2 separate regions of the Sus scrofa genome follow, and region 2 is linked to region 1. A link is a contact called in public HiChIP or PLAC-seq data. All regions are on one chromosome and are shown on one strand. The core of a region is the stretch at or near the end of the contact, and the rest is flanking DNA. Distances in the headings are between cores, read along the strand shown. Region 1 has its middle 75 kb from the start of MAP3K7CL. Region 2 overlaps BACH1 (transcription regulator protein BACH1).

Region 1 (5,525 bases), core at 1,954-4,453:
TTAAACAGACTTACAAAGCCCAAAAGACAGGCAGAAATCCAAAGTTGCAAAACTTTTTCCTAGAAGCCTGAATGCCTTTCAGATTGCTTTCAAACCATAAAAATTCAGCACTGGGGGATTTAAAATGTTGAGTTAGTGACCTCATGCATTTAACTTTTTCTCAGAAGTTTTCATGGTTTACTAAGCATATAATGCACTTCTTTTTATCACATTCTTTTGCCATATTTGTTATTTTCACTTCCCTTTTACATGGTAGATATTTTCATACATTAAGGCTGCATGTTTGCTGATGTGGATAGATATTCATGCGAATATTAAGAAGAACATTTTTGGAATTCTGTCATATTAGAGGCTGATAAAACTAGAGACTTTTTTTTTTTTTGGCTAGGAACCAAAAAAATATGTTTTGAATATTTTAGAGTTCATTATACAATTTTTCTTCTCCACCAAAGAACAAGTATAAGAAATCTTTTCCAGCATTTAAGTTTTTCTTTAACTCCTTCCTCCAGAAAGACTTGGAGGATCAGATCATAAAAAACAACAGTCATTGTCTAGTGAAGATGTTCAAATCTCAGAAATTTTATCTAATGGTTAGCCAGGATTGGGACAAGATGGTTAACCAGAATATGCCACTTTATCTACTAAGGATGGAAAATCTATATTTAACGTATAGATTCTTGTGAGGATTTTTTTTTTTTTTGGTCTTTCTCTCTTTTTAGGGCCTCACCTGTGGCATATGGAGGTTCCCAGGCTAGGGGTCCAATCAGAGCTGTAGCTGCCAGCCTATGCCAGAGCCACAGCAACGCGGTATCCGAGCTGCATCTGTGACCTACACCACAGCTCACGGCAATACCAGATCCTCAACCCACTGAGTGAGGCCAGGGATAGAACCTGCGTCCTCATGGATGTGAGTCAAGTTCGTTAACCGCTGAGCCATGACGGAAACTCCAGGAATTTTTTTTGTTTTTAACTTTCAGTGGATTATAGGGAGGCTGAACAATCTGGCCATCAACACAGAGCAACACCTCAGCCTCATCTTGGAGCACTGAGGCCCACAGGGAAACAAACAACCTTGCTAGAGGATTCTGTGTGTGCTTGCGTGATGCTTATGGTGGCTACCACTGCATGGTTCTGGCGCCAGCTTCTGAGAATAAATTATTCTGATAGAGAATATTATTTTTCATATTTTTTTAAGTCTCAGGAAACTATTTTAAATGGAAAGGGATTATTCTTACACCCCACCCCAACACACTACCTTTTCTTACACTTAAAGAAAGTCTCAGACAGACTGACTTTGGAAAACTAATTGACAATGTTCAACAACTTATAGAGTATTAATTTTCTAAAGTTTACCGTGGTCCTCTTAGAATCTCCCCAGGCCCAGCAAGCGTTTCTAAAAAATAAGCCACCAAGGTTATTAGAATTCAGAACAAGGAAAAAGTACCAACAGTTTGGATTGAAATGAATGGAAAAAAGGTTTTGAAATTCCAGGAAGCAAAGCATGGCAATGAATTCTAGACAGAGTAGGCGCTGTAAGAAGGAGGCGACAGGAATGAGTTAACCTCTGTCACCAAGAGTAAGAATACAAAATGCTGTCATAAGCGCTCTTCAGATTTTAAAATACATAGGAACCACATCTTGCCAAAATGTATCTTTTGATAAAATAAGTCTGGATTAGAGCCTGAGATTCAGCCTTTCTAACAGACTCCCAAATAATCCAAAGTTTTGAGTCCATGGACCACATTTCGAGGAAAAAAGCTGGGATAGATTCAACTACCACAATCACTAAGCAACTCACACTGATACTGATGTTTTGTTGTCTAAAACTGGCCTTCATATATTTTGCTTTATTTGATCCTAAATGAGTGAAAGAGGATTCTGTGACTATGTAGTCTTAAACATCACCCCAAATCATCTACATTCTTTTCCCACACTGTCTGTGTGATTAGATATGCCAGAAATAAAAATGTTCCATATCCAAAGAACTTGGGAAACTGCTGAGTTAAACACAGTTGGATAAGTTCCTTTACGACATGACTTTCAAGGCCCTTTACACAAATGTACATTATGAATCTTCCAAAGGAGAATTGGGCATTCATAATGCTTCTTTCATAGTAAACCCATTCATAGCTTCCCTATGCTGTGAACAGCGAAGTTTTGGATGCAGGTTCCGAGGTCTCATTGGTTCTCAAGTTCACAGATGCGACTTTGCTCAGTGCATGTGCTGACTTTTCTTAGGGGAAAGTCGCTAATAAGAGAGTTTTCAAAGATGGCCAAGGCATCAGGTTAGAAATAAGGATCACCTTTGAACCAGTCAGGGCACTTGGCTGAGGTGAAGCAGAGTGTCTTCTGTAGAACACACTGGAAACAGCTGTGAATATACAGTATATTCATGCTGAGAATATACAGAAGACATGTTACAAAACTAGACCACATTTCACATGGTCCAGCAGAGCTACACCCTGTTGGGAAATGATAATGGCAAACAGACAGACCAGTCTTCTGTTTCCAAACAGAAATGGAATGGCTTATGAGAAGTAATGATAAGAAGCGCTCAACCAGAGACATGGTTAGAAGTTTTTCTGTCATGCTGCACAGTGCCTCGTGATCATTGGCTTTGCAAGGAAAGAGTAAGAGTGGGGTTCCTGCTGTGGAACAGTGGAAACAGGTCCAACTAGGAACCATGAGCTTGCGGTTCAATCCCTGGCCCAGCTCAGTGGGTCGGGGATCCAGTGTTGCCGTGAGCTGTGGTGTAGGTTGCAACGGTGGCTCTGATCCTGCGTTGCTGGGCTGTGGTGCAGGTTGGCAGCTGTAGCTCTGCTTCAACCCCTAGCCTGGGAAATTCAATATGTCGTGGGTGCAGCCCTACAAAAAAAAAAAAAAAAAAAAAAAAAAAAAAAAAAAAAGAGTAAGAGTGAATGTTTTCCAGCACAAGATTTAGGAAGTCTAACCTCACCCTTGCCCACTCTGATGACTAGGTGAGGAGCTTCTAACTATATAAAATATGTGAACCCAAATCTTCAAGCGATTCTTCTGTGACCTTTCCTTGGGCTGGTCATGTTGAAATAAATGGTAGATTGAGGGTTTTCCTGCAACAATGGACAGTGTTTTGATGGGTCGCTTCCTTCAGTGAACTCTGAGTAAGCCAGTAATGAACTTCTTCCTTTTAACATAAAAATTGAAAAGAGCCGTCACCAAACTGACTTCACCTTTTACCCATATGTAGAATTGTATGCCTTCCGAATTCAGGAGGAAGTAGCAAATATACTCTTATGATGGCTAATGAATTTCTCCGAAATCAGTCTCATTTCATAGGGAATTAGGATGTGATGACTCAACATTTAACTGCATCAGAATCACCTGCTGGTTAAAACCCGGATTACTGCAGCCCACCCTGGAATTTCTGATTCAGCAGGACTGGGATAGATAGAGCCTATGGATTTGCATTTCTAATAAGATCTCAGGTAATGCTGTTGCTGTTGGTCCAAGATCCACGGCTGGAGTGGAAAGAGCCTTGGTGACCGCCTGGGCCATCCCCTTTGCCTTACAGGTGCAAAGACTGAGGCACCTGGGAGAACTCAGCATCCAATCTTGGGCCAGAAGCAGTACCCCTGTGCACAAGCCATGTGGGCTGTCCCTGCAGTGTATCCAGATCTCCTCCACTGCTTCCAGCAAGTTCGATCTCTCACGAGAGTCATGCAGCCCCTCACTACACTCTCCTCCTCTCCATTCCTGCATCAGGAAGAAATTGCGAAAGACTTTGACGTCGGAAAAAAATGACTGGGTGTCCTATCTGTTTACCCTTCTTGTCTATCTTTGATTTTACTATCTTTCGGCTATTTTATAACTATAAAAGTTATAGAAAATTAGTAACAATGCAGATGATTCTTGCCTGCAGAAATGCAGAGGAATTGGGCCTTGTGAAATAAAACTGATGATTGGGTTATAGGTATTAACCAAATAGTCATCTCTTTGTAAAACTACTTCAGCCTTCTCAGTTGCCTGTGTTTATGTGTATGTGTGTTTCTCTTCATTTTCTCTTGAATTTCTAACATCTTAGCAGGTCACATGAAGTAATGAGTTAAATAAAATCCTCAGCATGTGTTCATTTAATATTTGTGTGATTTGTATATCACATTTCCATTTTTGTAAAAAATTATCTTTTGACATCCTAAAAAAAGGAGAGTACTTCTTGAATGACAGATAAGGCGTCTCCAAAAATCTGTGTCTTCATAAAAGCAGTGACAAAAATTGTCCAGATCAACTTTTTCCAAAGCCTGGAAATTAAAGGATTGCAAAATTCCAAGAAGTGTTTATCCAGAAAAATTGCTGAATTTTGGTAAGAACATCTAGCTGCTTTGTGGCATTTTAATTTGACCTAATCCCATCTTCCTCTCCCCATCTCCATGGTAGCCTTGAAAACAAAAAGCCTCACAACTGTGTAGTTGTGCAAACTAGCAATCTAGCTGCCACGGAGAAGGTAGAACGGATTTGGAATGTCCGCAAAGCCCCGTAATTGTTAAAGATTTGACCAGTACAGCAGCTTATTGAAAATCCCCATTCTCAGGGCTTATCTTTACTTGACCTGACTTAGAACCTGCTCTTTGCCAACAGTCGCATCTCTAGGGAATTTTCGGGGGGGGGGGGAGCGCTCAGTGATAATTGTCTAATATTGAAGCTGCCTGAGATGATGTTAATAGGTGAGGCTAACCAAAAACACTTAGAAAGAACAACTGGCAAATGAGAGATCCGTAAAGGACTTTGAAAAGCTCACACATATTCTTAGGAAGCTACACCATGTGTAGGGCTGTGTGTTTGCACAGGAAATGCCTAAGAAGGTCCTGAACTCTCATTGCTAGTGTGCCTGACGCTCTGCACAGCAGAAAGTAAAGGCTAAGGCAAAGTTGTAAACTGCCTGCAGGATCATTGAAGATATACCCCAACACCCACATGTAAGCCAATCAGCAAAGGCTGGGAAAGTTACTGGTTCAAAGCATTTACAGAAATCTCTGTCTAATCATTCCGGACACTAAGCTAACGAGGCAGAGACTTAAATGGCCACACAGGAAAGAATACAGATTGTCCATAAGTAAATGAAAAAACAAACAGCAGTCATAATAACATAACCTGGAAGGAAAGAACACCAAAGTCACCACAATATATAATTTTAAATGTCCAGTTTTCAACAGCAACAGTAAAAAATGAGACACACGAAGAATATGAATGTATAGCCCATGCTAAAGGAAATAACAGTCAGTTCTCCCTGATGAGGTCCAGACTTTGGATTTCCTAGCCAAAAACTTTATTTATTTATTTGTCTTTTTTTGTCACTTTAGGGCCACACCCATGGCATATGGAGGTTCCCAGGCTAGGGGTCCTATCAGAGCTGTAGCCGCCAGCCTACGCCACAGCCACAGCCACGCTCCACCTGAGCCTTGTCTGCAACCTGCATCACAGCTCCCACCAATGCCAGATCCTTAACTCACTGAGCAAGGCCAGGGATTGAACCTGCGTCCTCTTAGATG
Region 2 (5,525 bases), core at 2,178-4,677, 140 kb before region 1:
GATCTCAGACAGGTCCAAAACAGTGTTTAAAAAAATTGTTTTCTTGGAGTTCCCGTCGTGGCGCAGTGGCTAACGAATCCGACTAGGAACCATGAGGTTGAGGGTTCGGTCCCTGCTCTTGCTCGGTGGGTTAACGATCCGGCGTTGCCGTGAGCTGTGGCATAGGTTGCAGACGCGGCTCGGATCCCGAGTTGCTGTGCCTCTGGCATAGGCCGGTGGCTGCAGCTCCGATTCAACCCCTAGCCTGGGAACCTCCATATGCCGCGGGAGCGGCCCAAGAAATAGCAACAACAACAACAAAAGACCAAAAAGACAAAAGACAAAAGACAAAAAAAAAAAAAAAAAAAAATTGTTTTCTTTAGAAAAATTTATTTTAAAGGTACTAGTAGTAGTTCTGTTCATCTAAGTTTATTTAAATCAAAGCCAGCAAAACAGAAGTTTACTTATTTTACATAGGAAAATTCTTTGAAATTAATATGCCAAAGCAAAAAGACTTTAAGTTTCTGAGTAGGATCAAAGAGGTATTACTTTAGAAGTCATAGTGGATATTTCCATATTTAATAGTGCTCTGGGTATTATTCACAAGACCTCCTGGCAAGAGATTAATATCACACCAGAAACCTGTGTATCAAGATGGTATCTAGGAGTTCCCACTGTGGCAGAGTGGGTTAAGGACCCAGTATTGCCACAGCTGTGGCATAGGTTGCAGCTGAGACTCCGATCCGATCCCTGGCCGGACAACTTCCATATGCCGTGAGTTTGTCAAAAAAAAAAAAAAAAATATCTAAAAAATGATTTAGGTCCAATCTCCTGAAAGAAGGAAATTAACCATTCCCTTGTGGCTCATCTGGTTAGCAACCTGACATAGTGTTTGTGAGGATGCAGGTTCATCCTTGCTCAGTGGGTTATGGATCCTTCGTTGCTGTGAACTGTAGCATAGGTCGCAGACATGGCTCGGATCCCAAGTTGCTGTGGCTGTGGTGTTGGCCGGCAGCTGCAGCTCCGATCGACCCCTAGCCTGGGAACTTCCATAGGCCCCAGGTGAGGCCCTAAAAAAAAGAAAAGGAAAAAAAAAAAAAAAAAAAAAAAAAGAAAACAGCTGGGTTTCTGGCTTTCGGGACGGTGATTAAATGTAAACTAAGAGAGGAAAAGAAAAACTATCTGCTGAAAAGACCATTATTTTTAAATGAAAAAGGAATGTGTGATCATCAATTTAAAAAATCATTTCCATCATTTTTTTGTTTAAACTTCCAGGACAATCTAAATAACAGAGGTGAAGGAGAAGAAAAAGAAGAAGAGGTGTTTGGGCTCAAGCACAAGGTAATGCTTTGTTTCTAAACCTAGGTTCCCAATAGGAGTGGAGGCTGGGAGAGCGAATCTGTGACTTTCATCGTGGCTGGCTTCTCTTGAATACCTGGCTGTTTCTTGTCAAGTTTCCAAAGCCCCCAGACTGGCCATGGAGATCACTCCTCGCCACTTTTTCCCCTTCATCTCCTATGTTTCAGCTTCCAGGAGAGCTTCCCTTAACCTCTTGATTCACTCCATTCCTGGAGAGATGGAGTGACCTATCTGATGGATGGATTTGAGAAATAATAACTGCTCTTCTCCACTCGGCATAGGCCTTCTTCCTCTTGGGATAGCCCTGTAGCACCAGTTGTGCTCAGCCCCTCTGATGAGGGTACAGCAAATATAGGTGGTGTGGTGCTGCTGAAAGAAGCACCATGCCACCTCTTCGTGGGAACCAGAAGTGTAAGTCACTTCCCTCCAACAGGAGACAAACTGATAACACAAACTTGCCCCATTTCAGAGATCCCATGAGGCACTCTCTCTAAGCGACTCCTTTGATTACTCTTCATTGAGGTTTGATTTCAGTTTTCCATCCACCATGCCTTCATGGTATTTCTCTAATTGTTCATAACTCAGGAAAGGAATATGACATGCTCCTCTAGAAGCCCAACATTTGGAGGGGGTGGGGGAGAGTGCTTAGAGATCCTGAGAAATCAAAACCCTAAGAATAGAATTTGGGGGAGTTCCCACTGTGGTGCCACGGAAACGAACCAATTAGTATCTGTGAGGACTCAGGGTTCAATCCCTGGCCTCGCTCAGTAGGTTAAGGATCCAGCATTGCTGTGGCTGTGGTGTAGGCTGGCAGCTATAGATACAATTCAACCCCTAGCCTGGGAACTTCCATATGCTGCAGGTGTGGACCTAAAAAGCAAAAAAAAAAAAAAAAAAAATGAAGAATAGTTTGCTAGTAAAGTATACATGTCATCTGGAACCTCACTGTGCCATGCATGGCACACAAGAGAGGCCAGGAATTTTAACTTTGGGCTGGTGGAGGCTTGAAGTAGGCCCAGTGAGTTTTCACAGCACTGTAGCACAGGTGGTGGCCTGGGTAAGAGATTTTAGGCGAGCCTGTGAGTCTTTTGAATCTGGAGGGTCACTGTTGCTTATGGTATTTTACTGGCAGAATGGGACTTTCTCCGGGGTCCCAACTGCAGAGGTGAGGGTCACCTCTCCCAAAAGCAATGTCATCTCTTCAGGGACTCAAAAGCTGTAATGGCTTCATGCCAAGAGTCTAAAGCAACTCAGAATGATCATGACACACAGGAGGATCACACAGCATCTGTGCCACCTTGTTTGAAAACGAGCCAATCTCCAATCATTAGAGCAGTTATCTCCGGAAAAGTTACATCCCTGGAATACAGTACCTAGTGTACCCAAAGGCTGTGGTGGACATCAGTGATGTGGAGAGATTCCTTCTATCAGTGTCCCCTGATGCCAGTCAATGCCCACTTGCCAGAATCTACAGTCTGTGAACTTAAACTCAATTGGCAGAAATATCAGTGCCACACACCCCCCAACCGTGAACTTGGTGGACTGCAAGAAGCCTTAGAAGATGGGTGCACTGTGGCACAGATTAACTCCCAGGTGGCAGGTCTGTGGGAGTCCTCTGCAACACCAGCAGTGCTGCAACCTTACAAAGGCCCAGCAGCAGCCGGCCCTCAGTCCAGACAGGCAGCCTCTAGGTACTACCGCTGCAGTTTCCAGGGCAAAGCACTTCACGGGGCTCTTAAGCAGAACTGGAAAAAGGATGCGTTGCTTTCCTGCTTTTTTTCAAGGCAGCTGGGTTCCATGCACTACAGAGTGCTGGGCAGGTTCTAGCTTTTAACTGGTGGAGTCAGGAAGGTATCACCAATGCTACACTCATTGTCCCCAACTCCCTTTTCATGCAGGCCCAAGAGGGGGATGGTAGGGACTAGCCTTGGACCCATATGGCTTGTTCTTAGTTGCCTCTAGATTGCTTAAGTCTGTGTAAAATATCCCTGGGAGACAGGTTTCTTAAACCTAAACCTTGCTTTGGAAGGGGACAGACTACACATCCTTAGGTTCAGGCCTGAAAATGCCTATTCACAGGAGTGTGGCCTCAAAGCCCCTAGAGAGAGCCCTCACTCAACCCAGCCTGGGTGCCGGAAACACCCTGTAGGAAGGGGAAATGTAAATGAAAGCAACCCAACTGAAGAAGGGGCACAAGACCTGAGACCAATAGGCACATGAAAAAATGCTCAACATTACTAATTATTAGAGAAACACAAGTCAAAACTACGAGGTACCACCTCACACCAGTCAGAATGGCTACAATAAGTAAGTCTACAAATAACAAATGCTGGAGAGGCTATGGAAAAAAGGAACCCTCCTACACTGCTGGTGGAATGTAAACTGGTACAACCACTATGGAAAACAGTATGGACTTACCTCAGAAAACTAAACATAGAACTACCATATGATCCAGCAATCCCCACTCCTGGGCATAGACCCAGACAAAACTTTCATTAAAAAAAAAAAGAGTTCCCGTTGTGGCTCAGTGGGTTAAGAATCCAACTAGTATCTATGAGGATGCAGGTTTGCTCCTGGTCTCACTCAGTGGGTTAAGGATCCAGCATTGCCACAAGCTGCGGCATAGGTCACAGATGCAGCTTGAATCTGACGTCGCCGTGGCTGTGGTGAAGGCTGGTGGCTACAGTTCTGATTTGACCCCGGCCTGGGAACTTCCATATGCCTCAGGTGCAGCCCTAAAAAAAGACAAAAATAAAAGATTCATGCACCCTTATGTTCATAGCAGCACTACTGACAATAGCCAAGACATGGAAACAAACTAAATGACCATCAACAGGTGAATGGATTAAGATGTGGTACAGATGCACAATGGAATACTACTCAGCCATAAAAAAGAACAAAATAATGCCATTTGCAGCAACATAGATGGAACTAGAGACTCTCATACTAAGTGAAGTAAGTCAGAAGGAGAAAGACAAATACCATATGATATCATTTATATCTGGAATCTAACACATAGCACAAATGAACCTATCTACACAACAGAAACAAATTTATGGACATGGAGAACAGACTTGCAGTTGCCAAGAGGGAAGGGGAGGGAATGGGATGGACTGAGAGTTCATGGTTAGTATAGGTGAACTATCTCATGTGGAGTGTGTAAGCAATGAGCACGTGGAAGTATATCCAATCACTTATGATGGAACATGATAGAATACGAGAAAAAGAAGCACATATATGTATAACTGGGTCATTTTGCTGTATGGCAGAAATTGGCAGAACACTGTAAATGAACTATAATAAAAGAAAATGTTTTTAAAGCATTATGCAGTATCTTTCTCCAGGAAATGACCAACGATCAATGAGCCTAAGGCCAAAACTAAGCCTCCACACAGGATGCAACATCACCCCCAACTGAGCCTCACAGTTACTAAACCAGAGGACAGGGATCTGGATTGCCAACAGCTCTGAGCAGTTGCTCAAAGCTTGACTACAAGGGCCTGGTTAGAAGTTGAATGTAACACAGTAGAACTGACTCAGCAGATAAATTTTTAAAGGACTGAAAGAAATACTACTCCTTAGAAAACCTACTGCTCAGACCAAAGACTAGACTAAAATTAAATCAGAAGCAAGGCTAATGTCTGTGTTTTCTTAAATGCTTGATTGCTGGAGACTTCTTTTCTTTTCAGACATGTTAACTCACAAAAGGCTCCTTCATACAAATGCCATACTCATACTGTTTACTGTTGAAAGACTAAATCAGTAAATTCATATGAGGTGAAAAAATGGAAATGGAATGTACAACTCTAGTCAATCAGAGGCAATTTGAGAATCAGAGGCAATTTGAGAGAATTTTATTGAACTGTCAATTTAATCAACATCTAACATTTCTAGTTTTGCTACATTTGGATAAGCACATCAGGAAATTAAATTAAATACTATGAGAGTTCACTTGTAATGAAACATGATCTTAACAGGATATGGGTATATAAATTTAGTGGTTTTATTGCATTGTTAGAAAATTATATTATGAAAGATACAAAAAAATCAATAGCTGTTATTACTTCTGTTTATTTTACAATCAGTATGCCATCTTTTACCATTATGGCTTTAAGTTTGCATTCTGCCCAACAGATTTCAAAGAATAGTTTATTATACACATGCCTTAATAAAACAGTTAAAATATT

Evidence for each region. HiChIP or PLAC-seq counts read pairs in DNA pulled down with a chosen protein or histone mark.
Region 2: an H3K27ac HiChIP or PLAC-seq map of alveolar macrophages shows a contact between it and region 1. The contact joins two enhancer-like sites.

What each region holds. Positions count from the first base shown.
Region 1 is chr13:192,560,874-192,566,398 of Sscrofa11.1, reverse strand. No RefSeq gene overlaps it. Among named protein-coding and RNA genes, the nearest start is that of MAP3K7CL, 75 kb to the right of the region's middle. Within about 2 kb of position 3,203, at least 4 of the 83 cell types and tissues checked have an H3K27ac peak or open chromatin away from gene starts, as enhancers often do. A contact at or near this core is called in alveolar macrophages, where this site is marked.
Region 2 is chr13:192,697,188-192,702,712 of Sscrofa11.1, reverse strand. It overlaps BACH1 (transcription regulator protein BACH1), which reads right to left. Exons shown (of 5, transcript XM_021070889.1): 5 at 5,177-5,525. Among named protein-coding and RNA genes, the nearest start is that of BACH1, 44 kb to the right of the region's middle. Within about 2 kb of position 3,427, at least 7 of the 83 cell types and tissues checked have an H3K27ac peak or open chromatin away from gene starts, as enhancers often do. A contact at or near this core is called in alveolar macrophages, where this site is marked.